Regions from separate parts of the Mus musculus genome. Here regions 2, 3 and 4 are each linked to region 1. The links are chromatin contacts, called in public capture Hi-C and promoter capture Hi-C maps. All regions are on one chromosome and are shown on one strand. Each heading gives the region's core, a stretch centred on a gene start, on an enhancer-like site or on the middle of the called end of the contact. The rest is flanking DNA. Distances are from core to core; before and after follow the strand shown. Region 1 holds the start of Ceacam1 (carcinoembryonic antigen-related cell adhesion molecule 1). Region 2 holds the start of Tgfb1 (transforming growth factor, beta 1). Region 3 holds the start of Tmem145 (transmembrane protein 145). Region 4 holds the start of Erich4 (glutamate rich 4).

Region 1 (3,158 bases), core at 331-2,830:
GACAGCCTAGACTATACAGAGAAACCCTGTCTCGAAAAACAAAAAAGGAAGAAAGAAAGAAAGAAAGAAAGAAAGAAAGAAAGAAAGAAAGAAAGAAAGAAAGAAAGAAAGAAAGAAAGAAAGAAAATGTGGTACATTTACACAACAGACTACTAATCAGCCATTAAAAACAATGACTTCATGAAATTCATAGGCAAATGGATGGAACTTGAGAATATCATCCTGAGTGAGGTAACTCAGTCACAAAGGAACAAACAAACAAGATATGTACTCACTGATAAGTGGATATTAGTCCAAAAGTTCAGAATACCCAAGATTCAATTCACAGACTATATGAAGCCTAAGAAGAAGAAAGACCAAAGTGTGGATGCTTCACTGCTTCTTAGAAGGGTGAACAAAATCTTCACAGGAGGAAATACGGAGACAAAGTGTGGAGCAAAGACTGAAGGAAAGGCCATCCAGAGACTGCCCCACCTGGGGATCCATTCAACATATAGCCACCAAACCTGTACACGATTGTGGATGTCAGGAAGTGCTAGCTGATGGAAGCCGGATCTGTCTGTCTCCTAAGAAGCTTTACCAGAGCCTGACAAGTACAGAGGCAAGGCGAAAGCTCACAGTCAACCATTGGACTGAGCATGGGGTCCCAGATGGAGGAGTTGGAGAAGGGACTGAAGGAGCCGAGGGGGGTTTGCAGCCCAGTGGAGGGAGCAACAGTGCCAAGAGGCCAGACCCCCACAGAGCTCCCGGGATCTGGATGACCAACGAAAGAATACGCAAGAACCTATCTTGCAACCTGGATTGCAGTTTCCATCCCAGTTGACACACCTGGAGCCAGCTCCCTCACCTAACCATACTCTGTCCTCCTGGCTCTTTCCTGTATCTCTGAGAACTCCATTCTGCAAGGACAGCCGATGTGGTCCCTTCCATCCTCCATCATCCATGGGAGAGATGGGAAATCCCAGGGCATTCACCAAGGAGAACAGAGCCATCCTGGGACGGTTACGGAGGGCACGGGCAGACCTGAATCACATTTGGCCAGCACAGGAAGCTGGGGAGGTCTCCCTGGCACCCTCCATAGGAAGGTGGAGCACACAGTCCTCTTTCCAGGACACACAGGTCACCTCCTCCTGCACACCCAGGATATGAAGCCCCTGAGACAACTTGTATCCTAGGATCAGACACATGACTGGTGTCATCAGTGACGATGGATCAGGTCCTACCCAGTCATCACTCAGCTAGGCCTTTCCTTAACCCTCCAGATAACTCTGCCACTTCCTGCCTGGAGTAAACCCCACCTCTGTGAGCATTGAGAGCAGGGCACAGAGGGCTCCCATGGGGGTTTGTGTCACTCTAGGCTACAGGAAATGCTGGAACTCCTGCTGCAGTTGACAGCCCCAAGGCCAGGGCACAGGGCACTCCTCAGCCTTGCTGCTCGGAGTATGTTCTAGAACACTGAACTGGAAAGAGGAATAGAAGGACGGGAGGCCCACACTGACAGGAGTTCAGCATTGTCAGACTCACAGGCTCCACCCCCAGCCCACGTGGATCTGGGAGGTGCCCTCCCCTGGGAGGAGACAAAGCTCCTTTAAGAAAAGCAGGGCAGATATCAGGGCAGCCTGGCTTAGCAGTAGTGTTGGAGAAGAAGCTAGCAGGCAGGCAGCAGAGACATGGAGCTGGCCTCAGCACATCTCCACAAAGGGCAGGTTCCCTGGGGAGGACTACTGCTCACAGGTAAGGAGATATTCCTTCCCAGTAGAGAGCAGGGGAGCTCAGAGACTGGCTGGGCTCTTCTGGGAGAGGAAAGGAACCTGAGAAGGGACATCTGGCTTCTGCTTGAAGCTTGACGGCAACAGGAAGCTCTCAGTGAGTGTGAATTGGCTAGTGGTGAGGAGTAACTCAGTTCTTTGCTATTGTTAAGTTTATCGCACTGGCTAGGATATCCTGAAGACTGAAGTCCACAACTCTGTCAGGGTGACTCTCCACGTAAAAACCAAACTGGGGCAAGTAAACAGAATTATTGCATACTACACTGAGAAATTTGCAAATACACTAGGCTCTGGGACACTGATTTGCAAACAGGTATATGAGCATGTTCCAGGCAGCAGGGATTAAGCCAAAACCCACCTAGCCCTGCACACAAAGCCCTAGTTCTATGTGTAAAACGGCAGACCTGCGAGGGCATCTAGGTGGGGTCAGGTTGGCAAGCACTTCAGAAAAAATCAAAGCAGAGAAAGGCCAGAAAATGAAGGTGCAGGGTCTTTAGAGGAGGGGGTCAGAGAAGATAGGCCTACACTCAGCAAAGACTCTGAGTGTGAGCTGGGGTCTGAGGGCAGTGAGAGGTGAGCTGTGTGAATGCCGGAGAAGAGCGTTTCCTACAGTGGAAAGATGAGGAATGGAGGTGATCTGCTGGCCACCACCCAATAGGACACAGGCACAGCAAGGCTGAGAGGTTTTGCAAAGGTCCTAAGATTGATAGGTCTTTCTCTCTTCCCTCTTAGCCTCACTTTTAGCCTCCTGGAGCCCTGCCACCACTGCTGAAGTCACCATTGAGGCTGTGCCGCCCCAGGTTGCTGAAGACAACAATGTTCTTCTACTTGTTCACAATCTGCCCCTGGCGCTTGGAGCCTTTGCCTGGTACAAGGGAAACACTACGGCTATAGACAAAGAAATTGCACGATTTGTACCAAATAGTAATATGAATTTCACGGGGCAAGCATACAGCGGCAGAGAGATAATATACAGCAATGGATCCCTGCTCTTCCAAATGATCACCATGAAGGATATGGGAGTCTACACACTAGATATGACAGATGAAAACTATCGTCGTACTCAGGCGACTGTGCGATTTCATGTACACCGTAAGTAATTATCTGTAACCTCGGCGTCATGGGTAGAGTTAATCCTGCTTCCCACACAGCACTGTCAATCCTTGATGACTCAACTATGTCCCCTACATTGTGGTGGGAGCATTTAGTTCGGGGCACACAGAGGGGAGAAATACAGCAATAAACCGCGATGCCTCACTTGGACCCACTCCTTCAGAGAAGAGATTGTGAGGTAACTCAGTGTGAGGATGTCAGACTCTGCACAGTAACTTAGGCTGCTTATCCTGAGCATGGCCTCGAGAAAGACCCTTCAGGGCTCAAGCAGGGCCT
Region 2 (3,158 bases), core at 251-2,750, 210 kb before region 1:
ACAAAACCTGCCAAATGCTCCTCTTCTAGAGGGGACTCTCCCCACGACCTTGCTTTTCTAGGAGAGGATCACTTTGGCAGGCTGTCTATTCCTCTCAAAGACACCTGGGGTACGGGAAAGTGCCAGCCTCTTTGGGACACCCACACAGTTGTCCCGGTGCCCCCAGGGCTCCCCTTCCTCCAGCCAGTTTCCTCTGAGGGTAATTTCCTCCCGGTGACCCCTGCACTCCGGCGCCCCCTGGGGGCTCCCTCCTGGCTCCCCGGCCCCTCGGAGCTCACCGTTGTTGCGGTCCACCATTAGCACGCGGGTGACCTCTTTAGCATAGTAGTCCGCTTCGGGCTCCGGCTCTGGGTCGGCGCTCTCGCCTGCCACCCGGTCGCGGGTGCTGTTGTACAAAGCGAGCACCGCCTCGGGCAGCGGGCCGGGCGGTACCTCCCCCTGGCTTGGGGGACTGGCGAGCCTTAGTTTGGACAGGATCTGGCCACGGATGGCTTCGATGCGCTTCCGTTTCACCAGCTCCATGTCGATGGTCTTGCAGGTGGAGAGTCCCGCGGCTGGCCTCCCGGGCGTCAGCACTAGAAGCCACGGGAGTGGGAGCAGAAGCGGCAGTAGCCGCAGCCCCGAGGGCGGCATGGGGGAGGCGGCGCCCCACGGCACTTCGGAGAGCGGGAACCCTCGGCAAAGGTGGGATGCGGAGGCCCCGCCCCTGCAGGGCTTGTGGGGTGGGGTCTCCCAAGGAAAGGTAGGTGATAGTCCTGAATAATTTGAGGTTGAGGGAGAAAGCAGCAGGAGTCGCGGTGAGGCTCTGACACCAAGGTGTCTCAGTATACCACCAGGGTAAAAATCGAGATGAGCGCTCTCTGAGATCCAAAAGTGGGTGTTCTTAAATAGGGGAGCTACTGCCAGCAGGTCCGAGGGAGATCTGCCTCTCGGGGGAGAGAGGGTCCTGGGATGCGAGGGACTCAAGAGGCAGGCTGGGGGGAGGGCGGCGTGCAAGGGGTGCGCCCCAGCTTTGGGGTGAAGTCTTCGCGGGAGGCGGGGTTTGTGGCTCCCGAGGGCTGGTCCGGAATAGGGGCGTCTGAGGAACGCCGGGTAGCGATCGAGTGTCCACGACGGTGAGCAGGGCTGTCTGGAGTCCTCAGGTCCTGCCTCCTTGCGAGACAGCGCAGTGCCAAGAAGTCCCCACGTCTCTGACTTGCAGTAGCAGCGGAAAAGTCTCAAAACTTTTTTCCTCTTCTCTCAACCAGCTCGTCCCTCCTCCCACTCCTCCTCCCCCTCCTCCCTGCGGCGGCGGCTGGTCTCAGACTCTGGGGCCTCGGACGGCTCCTCGGCTGCTCCTTTGCCGGCTCCCAGCGGAGGCCGACTCCGAGTGCGGCTCAGAGCCGGGGGTGCCCCGAAGGGGCGTCCCCCCTGCCCCGGCCGGGGGCCTGGCTGTCTGGAGGATCCGCGGCGGGAGGAGGAGGGGGACGGCCTGGGGCGCGAAGGGCGGCGGCGGCGGCGGGACCGGCTGGGGCGGCGGGGGTTTTGAAGCCGCCCCGGCCCCACCCAGGAAGCGCGCGCGGGGCGGGGGCAGCCCCAGGGGGAGGGCATGGGGGGGCACTGTCTTCATCTTAGCGTGGGCGGGCTCCAAGGGGGGTCCCTTCAGCCCTGCGGGGAGGGGGCGGGCACCCCGGCCTCGCCCCACCTCCAGGGTGCTGCCTCCTGGCGGCGGAGCACTACTAAAGCCGGTGACCAACCAAAGCGCCCCGGTGGATTTGGGAGTTGTTGAAGGGTCAAAGGAAAAATTGGGACTTCGTGAGAAAACAGAGTCCTGTATTAGAAGTGGGGACCTAGGCGGTGGAGAGCGAAAGGCAGGGGCAGACTTTGCGGATGAGAGTGTCAAGGAGAGTGAAATAAGGAGACCGACGTCTGAGAGCTTTAGCGGATACAAGGAGGCACCTTACCCATGAGAAATACACGCTTTTATTAAGTGCCCCCGACAGTCCAAACAGTGGGCCCTGCTCATGTCCCTCCAACCCACAGCCCTTTCTACCCCGTAGTTCAGTGGAGCATGGGCCACAGGGGAGTTCCTGGCCTTGCAGTCCATGGCATAGGGGCCATGACTTGGGGGTGATCAGGACTGACAGTCTCCAGAGTCCACGTGCCTGCTTCACTGCTGTGCCATTATGTGCTCAGTGGATGATGGCGATTAGTAGCAATGAAGTCCCTCAACACTCCACTCCATAGCGATCGAAGTGGCGCAGCAGCAGGCCGATACCAAGGTGCACTGTGCCACCCGCGGCCGTGTGCAGGCGGTAGCGGTCAGCCCCGCTGTAGATGGTATCTGCGTGCAGCAGCTGTGGCCCACCACCCACGAAAGCCCGTGCTAGCTGCTCCCTCCAACTGCCCAGGGGCCTCCATGTAGGGCAGTCCAGCTGATGAGTGCCTGGGCTGCTAGGCACATGGCAAAAGCCATAGCCAGCAAGCTGGCAGCGGCCAAAGCTGTCCTGGGACCACACCTGGAGATGGAGTCGAGGCCAACCTGCGGGAGGAGAGGCGTTAGAGAAAAGGACAAAGGGGCAGAACCCTGCTCCCGGGTTCCCAGCATTGAAACCACTGGAGACCTCGCACAGTACTTTTACCTTGGATTATTGCCTGAATTTCCTCTCTGGGTTCTCATCTCCCACTCACTCCACATAGTAGTCACAGGAATCTAGAGCAATCCACATTACCCTCTTGCTCAAAACCCTCCCATGACTCCCCTGGGCCACAGAACAAAGTCCAACCTCTCAAGTCAAGTCTGGCCTCGTCTGACCTCCCTTTGTGGTCTCTTCACTCTCCCAGGCCCCCAGGTCAGCACCTCAGCTTAGACCCCTTCCGCCCTCCTCCTCATGGACTTGCTTTGCTCTCACGCACCTGACTCAGATTTCCTTTCTTCCCCAGTGGAGCCATCTCTCCCCTTCGTTAGGTTTCTAGTGGCCTCAATGCACAGCTGAGTGTCCCAGCCTGACAGTCCAATGCTTGGAGATGCAGCCCAGCCCCCCCCCCCCCCAACCCTAAGCCCTCCCCTGGCAGGCCCTGTTCTCCAGGCTGGGGACACAGCAATGAACACAGCAGACAAAAATTCCTGCCCCGTGAAGCTGACATCCTAGACAACCAACATAGTAAATAAGTAAATT
Region 3 (3,158 bases), core at 242-2,741, 170 kb after region 1:
GCTGAAGTCTCATCTGCAATGCCACCAGGCCCTAGACCTTTAGCACCTCTGCACTGCCTCGCACCTGACAGCCCGACCAGGCGTACTGAGTGGTGAGATTGATGACCTGGTTGTTCTCTGGCCTGATCACCGACTCCTTGGCCAAACAGTCCTAGGGCAAGGCAGAGGCATGGTCACCCTCTGAATGGCTGTGGCCTTCTGTCCCTGGACACCCCTCACATACCCACTCTTCACAGCTCTCACCTTGTCCCTTGCCTTGTACACCGCTGGCCACTGGGATGGGTCGTCAAAGTAGAGGAGGATGTTCTGACAGCACTTAGCCTGAAGACCCAGAGATTTGGCGGTTGGGGTGTTTATAGCAGTTGGAGAGCTTTTGCCAAGGAGGGCCAAGGGAGTGTCCAGCCTCAGCTAAGGAGAGTGGCTAGGGAGACTCACCTCGGGGTATCGGAATCGGAAGTCCAGTCGTCCATAATCCGAAAGGAAACAAAATCTTGTCAGGAACACCCAATCCTGGCAAAAAGAATCCAGTGAGATCTGAGTCCTTCAAGAACTCAGCTTGACCCTACCCACAGACCCTCAACTTTTCTTCTCTACCCAAAGCCACTTAGCTTCCCAAACACCACAAAGCAGCTAAGTCACCTCCAGAATTCTTTCCAGATCCTTTTGCTGTGTGTCCGATTTTCTGCTGCCCTGGTTTTCTCCCTCAGATGTCCCTCAAGTTTCTTTCCCCCCCACCCCCGTCCTCCTCCTCCCCATCTTCCAGACACACTGAAAAAGACCAGGGATGGCCAGGTGCACATCCCCACCACCATCTGTCCTGGACTCTTTCTCAGCTGCATTCCCCCAGTTACACACACACATGCACACACATGCTGAGAGAGAGAGAGAGAGAGAGAGAGAGAGAGAGAGAGAGAGAGAGAGAGAGAGAGAGAGAGAGAGAGAGAGAGAGAGAGAGAGCAGCCCCAAGGTGGTCCCACAAACCATGCCATCATGACATCCTGGGCAATCTCCCAAACCTTCCTTGCTGGTCCTGAGCAGGCCAGGCAACCTCCACTTGGTGGAGTGAGGGGTGCTGTCCCTTCAGCACCACCATGGTGCAGCTCTGTTCCCCGTAACTCTGACTCTGCCTACCGACCCTCCCCACCCAGGCTGGCCTCGACAGCCACCATGCAACCCCCAACCCACAGCCTTCTCCCTGGTCCGGGCCCCCATTCCTCACGCCCCGGCCCGGGAGGGGCGCAGGGGGCGGGGCGGCATCATCCCCTCTTGGGTCCCGCGGGCCAGGGAACGCTAGGAGATGGCTCGGTGTGCTCACCTCTTTGGAGCTGAGGTTGCCCCGCACGTACTTGGCCCGGGTGCGGGGGTACAGTGGCAGCAGCAAGAGCAGTAGCGGCGGCAGCAGGCGGCGCAGCACGGGCGCGCGGGAGGGCTCCATTCCTCCCGCTCTGGCCTCGGCTCGGCTCCGGCTCCCGCTCCGGCCCGGTGACGGAGGCGAGAGCGCGCGGGCTGGCCAGCGCGCGCCCCCGATTAAAGGGGCCGCTGGACGCAGCGGTCTCCGCCCCCTCCTCCGGGATGGACTAAACTGTCTCCTACTCTTCCCACCTGAGAGAGAACATTCTCTTGTCACCTCACCCCAGCTGTGATCCTCTTCTACAGGCGTCTCAAAGAAACCTCAGGATGCGTGTGTCCTAAACTGAACTCACATTCCCGCAAGCAAGGGTCTTCTTTGGACTGCAGACTCCAGGATTTAACCGAGAAAACCGAGCTCTGTCCTGACCACTGATCCCCAGTTTTGACCCCAAATTATTCTATTATTACCCATTCTCTAGATTTGGCAAACCTTGTGCCCATAGACACACAGAAGATGAGACATTGTTCTGGGACACACACATACACACACACAGTAAAACCTTCTAACAAAACAATCACTCCTGACTGCCTGCCCCACCCCTAGGGTGTGAACCCCAGCTGCTTGAGACAAAGGTGAGATATGGAGGAGCCAGTGCTCTAGCTGCCAGGGCTGGCTTTGTCATGTCCCTACCAGAAGACCTAGGACAAATCACTGGGCCTCTTATCCCTTAGTGTAGTTTGATGCCCCCCACCCCCACCCATGCTGCTATTAATTCTGTCATTTCCCATAGGGCAACTGAGAGTCCTGGGAAGGTCTTCCAGCATCAGACTCCAACAAATATTCCTAGCTTTATCCTTCACCCTCCACTGCAGAAAATTCATTCACTGCTGCTCAAAATGCCATTTCAAAAGCTTTCTGGCTAGACACATCTGCGGGGTAGGGGGACAGGCAATTCTTTGTGAATTCAAGGCCAGACTGGTCTCTGCATTAAATTCCAGAACAGTCAGGACCACATAAGTGAGAATCTGTTTTAAAAATGGGGGAAAAAAAAAAAAGCCAGGCAGTGGTGGCGCACGCCTTTAATCCCAGCACATGTGAGGCAGAGGCAGGCGGATTTCTGAGTTTGAGGCCAGCCTGGTCTACAGAGTGAGTTCCAGGACAGCCAGGGCTGCACAGAGAAACTCTGTCTTAAAAAAAAAAAAGAAAGAAAGAAAGAAAGAAAGAAAGAAAGAAAGAAAGAAAGAAAGAAAGAAAGAAAAAAGAAAGAAAAAGAAAAAAGAAAAGAGAAGGAAAAGGAAAGTATGAACAAAAAGCTTTCTGGCTGGAGATGTAGCTCAGTGGTAATATGTTTGCCTAGCTTATGTGTAAGGTCCTGAATCACATTCCCAAAATAGCAAATAAATGAAATTCCTGGAGTAAGACATGGTACATGCAATTAACCCCAGTACTTGGGAAACAGACTGGTGGATTGCTCCAAATTCCAAGCCAGTCTGGTCTATACCATAGGGAGACTGTCTCAAAAAAAAAAAAAAAAAAAAAAAAAAAGAAAGAAAGAAAGAAAGAAAATTAAAAAAACGGAAGAAAAATTCTAAACAAATTAAAACATACAAACTGAGAAGAAAAAAATAAATGCATGGAAAACTCTGAGTGTAAACTTTTTACCATGTGACCAGTTGTTACCAAGAGGGATGATGAAAAATTTTACTCTATGGGGGTTGGGGGAGTAGAGAGTTGTTACACTTTGTTTTGTTGGGTTTTATTGGGCTCATAGTTCCGGCTGGCTCAGAGGATAACTATAAACTCTGAA
Region 4 (3,158 bases), core at 368-2,867, 140 kb before region 1:
TTCCTTCAAACCACCACATTCTATTACTTTAAGAAGCCTTTACCTTCTCCTCCCCTCCGCTCTGAGCCCCACCCCCTTTCCTATATTGCTTTATAGTTCAGAGCTGGGATCATAGATGTGTACCTCAAGGCCAAGCTTAAGGCTCCTTTTTTTTTTTTTTTTTTTTTTTTTTTTTTTTTTGCAGGAAGGGTTCAAGACAGGGTATTTCTGTGTAGCTCTGGCTATTCTGGAATTCATTCCATAGACGAGGCTGGTCTCGAACTCCGAGATCCACCTGCCTCTCTGCCTCCCCAGTGCTGGGATTAAAGGCGTGTGACAACACCAGCTGGCCAGTTTAAGGACCTTGAGATGGGGTGTTATCATAGGTGACCGGGTAATGAATCAGGTGGGTCTCATCAGAAGGATGGCCAGTGGAGTCAGCAGGAGTCAGGATGCCGGACTCAAAAGTTTGGAGTGACACAGGAAAGCAGGAAGTTTCCAGAAGCTCAGGAGAGGAGAGCGTGGATTCTTTCCTAGAGTTTCCAGAAGCAGCCACGCCCAGTGTACCTACTTTATGCCTCAGAGTAGCAAGAGAATTATCTTCTCTCCTTGCAGTGCTAGGGACGGAAGTGTGATTGAAGTGTGTGTGTGTGTGTGTGTGTGTGTGTGTGTGTGTGTAGGTCAGAGGACAACTTGTAAGAGTAAGTTTTCTCCTTTCATCCTGTGGGTCCTGGGGCTTGAACTCAGATTATTAGTCTTGGTAGCAAGCACCTTTAACCTTTGATGCACCCCTTGCATTGCTATAAGATGCCCAGCTTATGGTGACTTGTTTCCACATCAACGGAAAATGGGTTTAGTGGGGTGGGTCCAAAGTGGGAGTTCTGTGCTTACCACACAGATGTCAAGATATGAGCCTTGCAGAATTGGAGTCTGGGCTCAGGAGGGTGAGCAGCTGAGGTCTAAGCCCGGACCCTGAGCCACTGGCATAACCTAGCAAGACCCAAGCACCTCCCAGTCCTGACTGCTCTACAAGGACACAATGCTGCCAAGTCCGCGCTAGCAGAACTAGCTTCTGTATCCTAGCCTGCAGCTTCCATACAGAGGCTCTTCAGGCACACTGGTGGCAAAGCCCCGGCAGGGGACAGACAAGGACCGGGTTGGGGGCTGACCAAAGTCATTCCGCTAAAGAGGCTGAGGAAGGCTGGCAACAGGGAGGGCCTAGGAAGGAAGACAGCTCAGCCCCTACAGGTACTGAGCACCAAGCACCAGGTATCCTAAGCAGGAGTGTGGGGTGTGGGGGTGTCAGCCTGAGGGGCAACAGGGTGAAGCTGGACCTCTGCTCACGGCTATCTTTGAACCCTGTGAGATCATGGAGGTTGGACTTCAGAAAAAAAGAAGGAAAGAAAAAAGAAAGAAAGAAAGAAAGAAAGAAAGAAAGAAAGAAAGAAAGGAAGGAAGGAAGGAAGGAAGGAAGGAAGGAAGGAAGGAAGGAAGGAAGGAAGAGAGAAAATGTGGCCAGCTGATTCACAGTGAAGAATGGACTTTGGGATATATCTGCCAGCCCCTCCCCGCCTTCCCTGCATCCCACAGCTCCCCAGGGGACTGGGTCACTTGGACCTTGCTACTTCCTGCTCTTCAGTCCATGGTTCGGACTATGGAGCCGTGGGTGCAGCTGAAGCAGGCTGGACTGGAGCCCAGTGGATTGGGTCCACTCCCCAAGGCCCTAAGGGTGCCCCCGCCAGAAGGGAACCCCGGTCAGGCCCTTATGTCTTCAGGGGCAGAACTTGGGGGTGCCAGGGAGCTGATTCTATGGATCTGGGAGGAGCTGGTGAGTGAGGGCCTTAGAGAGATAGGAGAGAACGAGGAACATGAGTGAATATTGATAAAGGTAGACGTAGCCGAGGATCAGCGGGGCCTGGGCCAGGGTGGGGACAGAGCATGAGAGACAGGATTGGAGTCAGTCTCGGAGAACAGAGATAGAAATCAGAGACCCAGAGCAGGATCAGACAGGACCTCAGATGGAATGGGGGCTGGGAGAGCCCAAAGGCAAGGATGAGAAAACGGAGCCGGAGATGAGACAGAGGTGAGGGCCCTGGCCAGGCAGGACAGGACTTGAGCTGAAACTTGCCCCCATGGAGCTCTGGCAGGCTCCCCGTGGAGCCTCCCCATGGTGTTCCTTTATTCCTACAGGGGAACCTGCGACGAGTGGATGTCCAGCTGTTGGGACAGCTGTGTGACCTGGGACTGGAGATGGGGACCTTTCGGGAAGAGCTGGTCACTATCCTGGAAGAGGAGGAAGAGGAAGAGGAGCAGGAGGAGAAGAGCTGTGTTGAAGAGAACAAAGGGCCCGAGGAGAAGCAGGACGAAGAACGTTCCCGGAGCTCCTATCCAGCCCAGCGCCTCCCTGACTTCGAGATGACCATCTGAGGTCATTTAGCTTGACACGCAAATGAGATGCAAATTCATGCAAAGGAAAAAAACGGAGATTGAGAATCAAGGGTGCTCCTTCGGCAGACCCACAAAACAGTTGGAGATCCTGGCAGGGACCTGGGTGCTGTGGGCAGGTGTGATTGCAGATTTGGGAGGGGCACAAAAGCCACCCGTGTGTCTGTAGAGATGTTGCAGTGTGACCTGGAGACCAGGTGCTTGGCTGAAGTGACAGAATCTTGGCAGACAGGTTTGAAGACCAATTCTGCGTAGTGTGGTAGGCCCCATGGCCGGTAAGCAATTGAAACGTGGTGGGTTCGGACTGAGATGAGAGGTGGACAAAGGTCAAACACCTCTGTGGTAAAACCGATCAACAGTTTAAACAGCTCGACAACTACAGGTTGAAATGATATTCTGAATATGTGAAATAAAATATTGATTTTATATGCTTTGTGTGTGTGTGTGTGTGTGTGTGTGTGTGTGTGTGTGTGGTTTCAAGACAGGGTTCCTCTGTATAGCCCTGGCTGTCCTAGAACTCACTTTGTAGACCAGGCTGGCCTCTGCCTCCCGAGTGCTGGATTTTATATACTTTTATTGCAGTTGTATAACATAAATTGATTATTTTAACCATTTTCCGTGTGTGGTATGTGATATATGTGCACTTCTGTGTGCAGGTGTGTGGGGGCGTCTTCCTCTATGGCTCTCCACTGTAAACCCTTGACACAAGGTCTCTTCTCTGAACTGGAAGCATC

What was found. Promoter capture Hi-C pulls out the DNA fragments that hold promoters and counts their contacts. Capture Hi-C pulls out chosen DNA fragments and counts their contacts.
Region 2: a promoter capture Hi-C map of liver shows a contact between it and region 1. The contact joins the promoter of Tgfb1 here to the promoter of Ceacam1 in region 1. A contact is called at or near these places in 8 of 39 promoter capture datasets (the C10 cell line, the HPC-7 cell line, embryonic stem cells and 3 more), 2 of 15 datasets of contacts at CTCF or cohesin (large pre-B cells and pro-B cells), 5 of 115 datasets of contacts at active chromatin or transcription factors (the 230-238 cell line, embryonic stem cells, large pre-B cells and 1 more) and 2 of 9 other capture datasets (adipose tissue and liver).
Region 3: a capture Hi-C map of macrophages shows a contact between it and region 1, with 2.1 times the contacts expected there. The contact joins the promoter of Tmem145 here to the promoter of Ceacam1 in region 1. A contact is called at or near these places in 7 of 39 promoter capture datasets (the 3T3-L1 cell line, cranial neural crest, frontonasal cranial neural crest and 3 more) and 2 of 9 other capture datasets (adipose tissue and macrophages).
Region 4: a promoter capture Hi-C map of second pharyngeal arch cranial neural crest shows a contact between it and region 1, with 4 times the contacts expected there. The contact joins the promoter of Erich4 here to the promoter of Ceacam1 in region 1. A contact is called at or near these places in 24 of 39 promoter capture datasets (the 3T3-L1 cell line, 3T3-L1-derived adipocytes, the C10 cell line and 15 more), 3 of 15 datasets of contacts at CTCF or cohesin (embryonic stem cells and pro-B cells), 26 of 484 Hi-C or Micro-C datasets (B cells, the Ba/F3 cell line, CD4 T cells and 13 more), 13 of 115 datasets of contacts at active chromatin or transcription factors (the 230-238 cell line, the HPC-7 cell line, bone marrow-derived macrophages and 5 more) and 3 of 9 other capture datasets (adipose tissue, liver and macrophages).

Annotation. Positions count from the first base shown.
Region 1 is chr7:25,476,047-25,479,204 of GRCm38.p6, reverse strand. Ceacam1 (carcinoembryonic antigen-related cell adhesion molecule 1) reads left to right here and starts at 1,580. Exons shown (of 9, transcript NM_001039185.1): 1 at 1,580-1,734; 2 at 2,502-2,861. The coding sequence starts at 1,671. All of the region lies in intron 4 of 4732471J01Rik (RIKEN cDNA 4732471J01 gene), which reads right to left.
Region 2 is chr7:25,685,344-25,688,501 of GRCm38.p6, reverse strand. Tgfb1 (transforming growth factor, beta 1) reads right to left here and starts at 1,500. Exons shown (of 7, transcript NM_011577.2): 1 at 279-1,500. The coding sequence starts at 633. B9d2 (B9 protein domain 2) reads right to left here. Exons shown (of 4, transcript NM_001362154.1): 4 at 1,940-2,521. The coding sequence ends at 2,208.
Region 3 is chr7:25,304,441-25,307,598 of GRCm38.p6, reverse strand. Tmem145 (transmembrane protein 145) reads right to left here and starts at 1,491. Exons shown (of 15, transcript NM_183311.2): 1 at 1,316-1,491; 2 at 436-510; 3 at 244-321; 4 at 65-151. The coding sequence starts at 1,435.
Region 4 is chr7:25,614,312-25,617,469 of GRCm38.p6, reverse strand. Erich4 (glutamate rich 4) reads left to right here and starts at 1,617. Exons shown (of 2, transcript NM_001039243.4): 1 at 1,617-1,807; 2 at 2,170-2,850. The coding sequence starts at 1,634. The coding sequence ends at 2,406.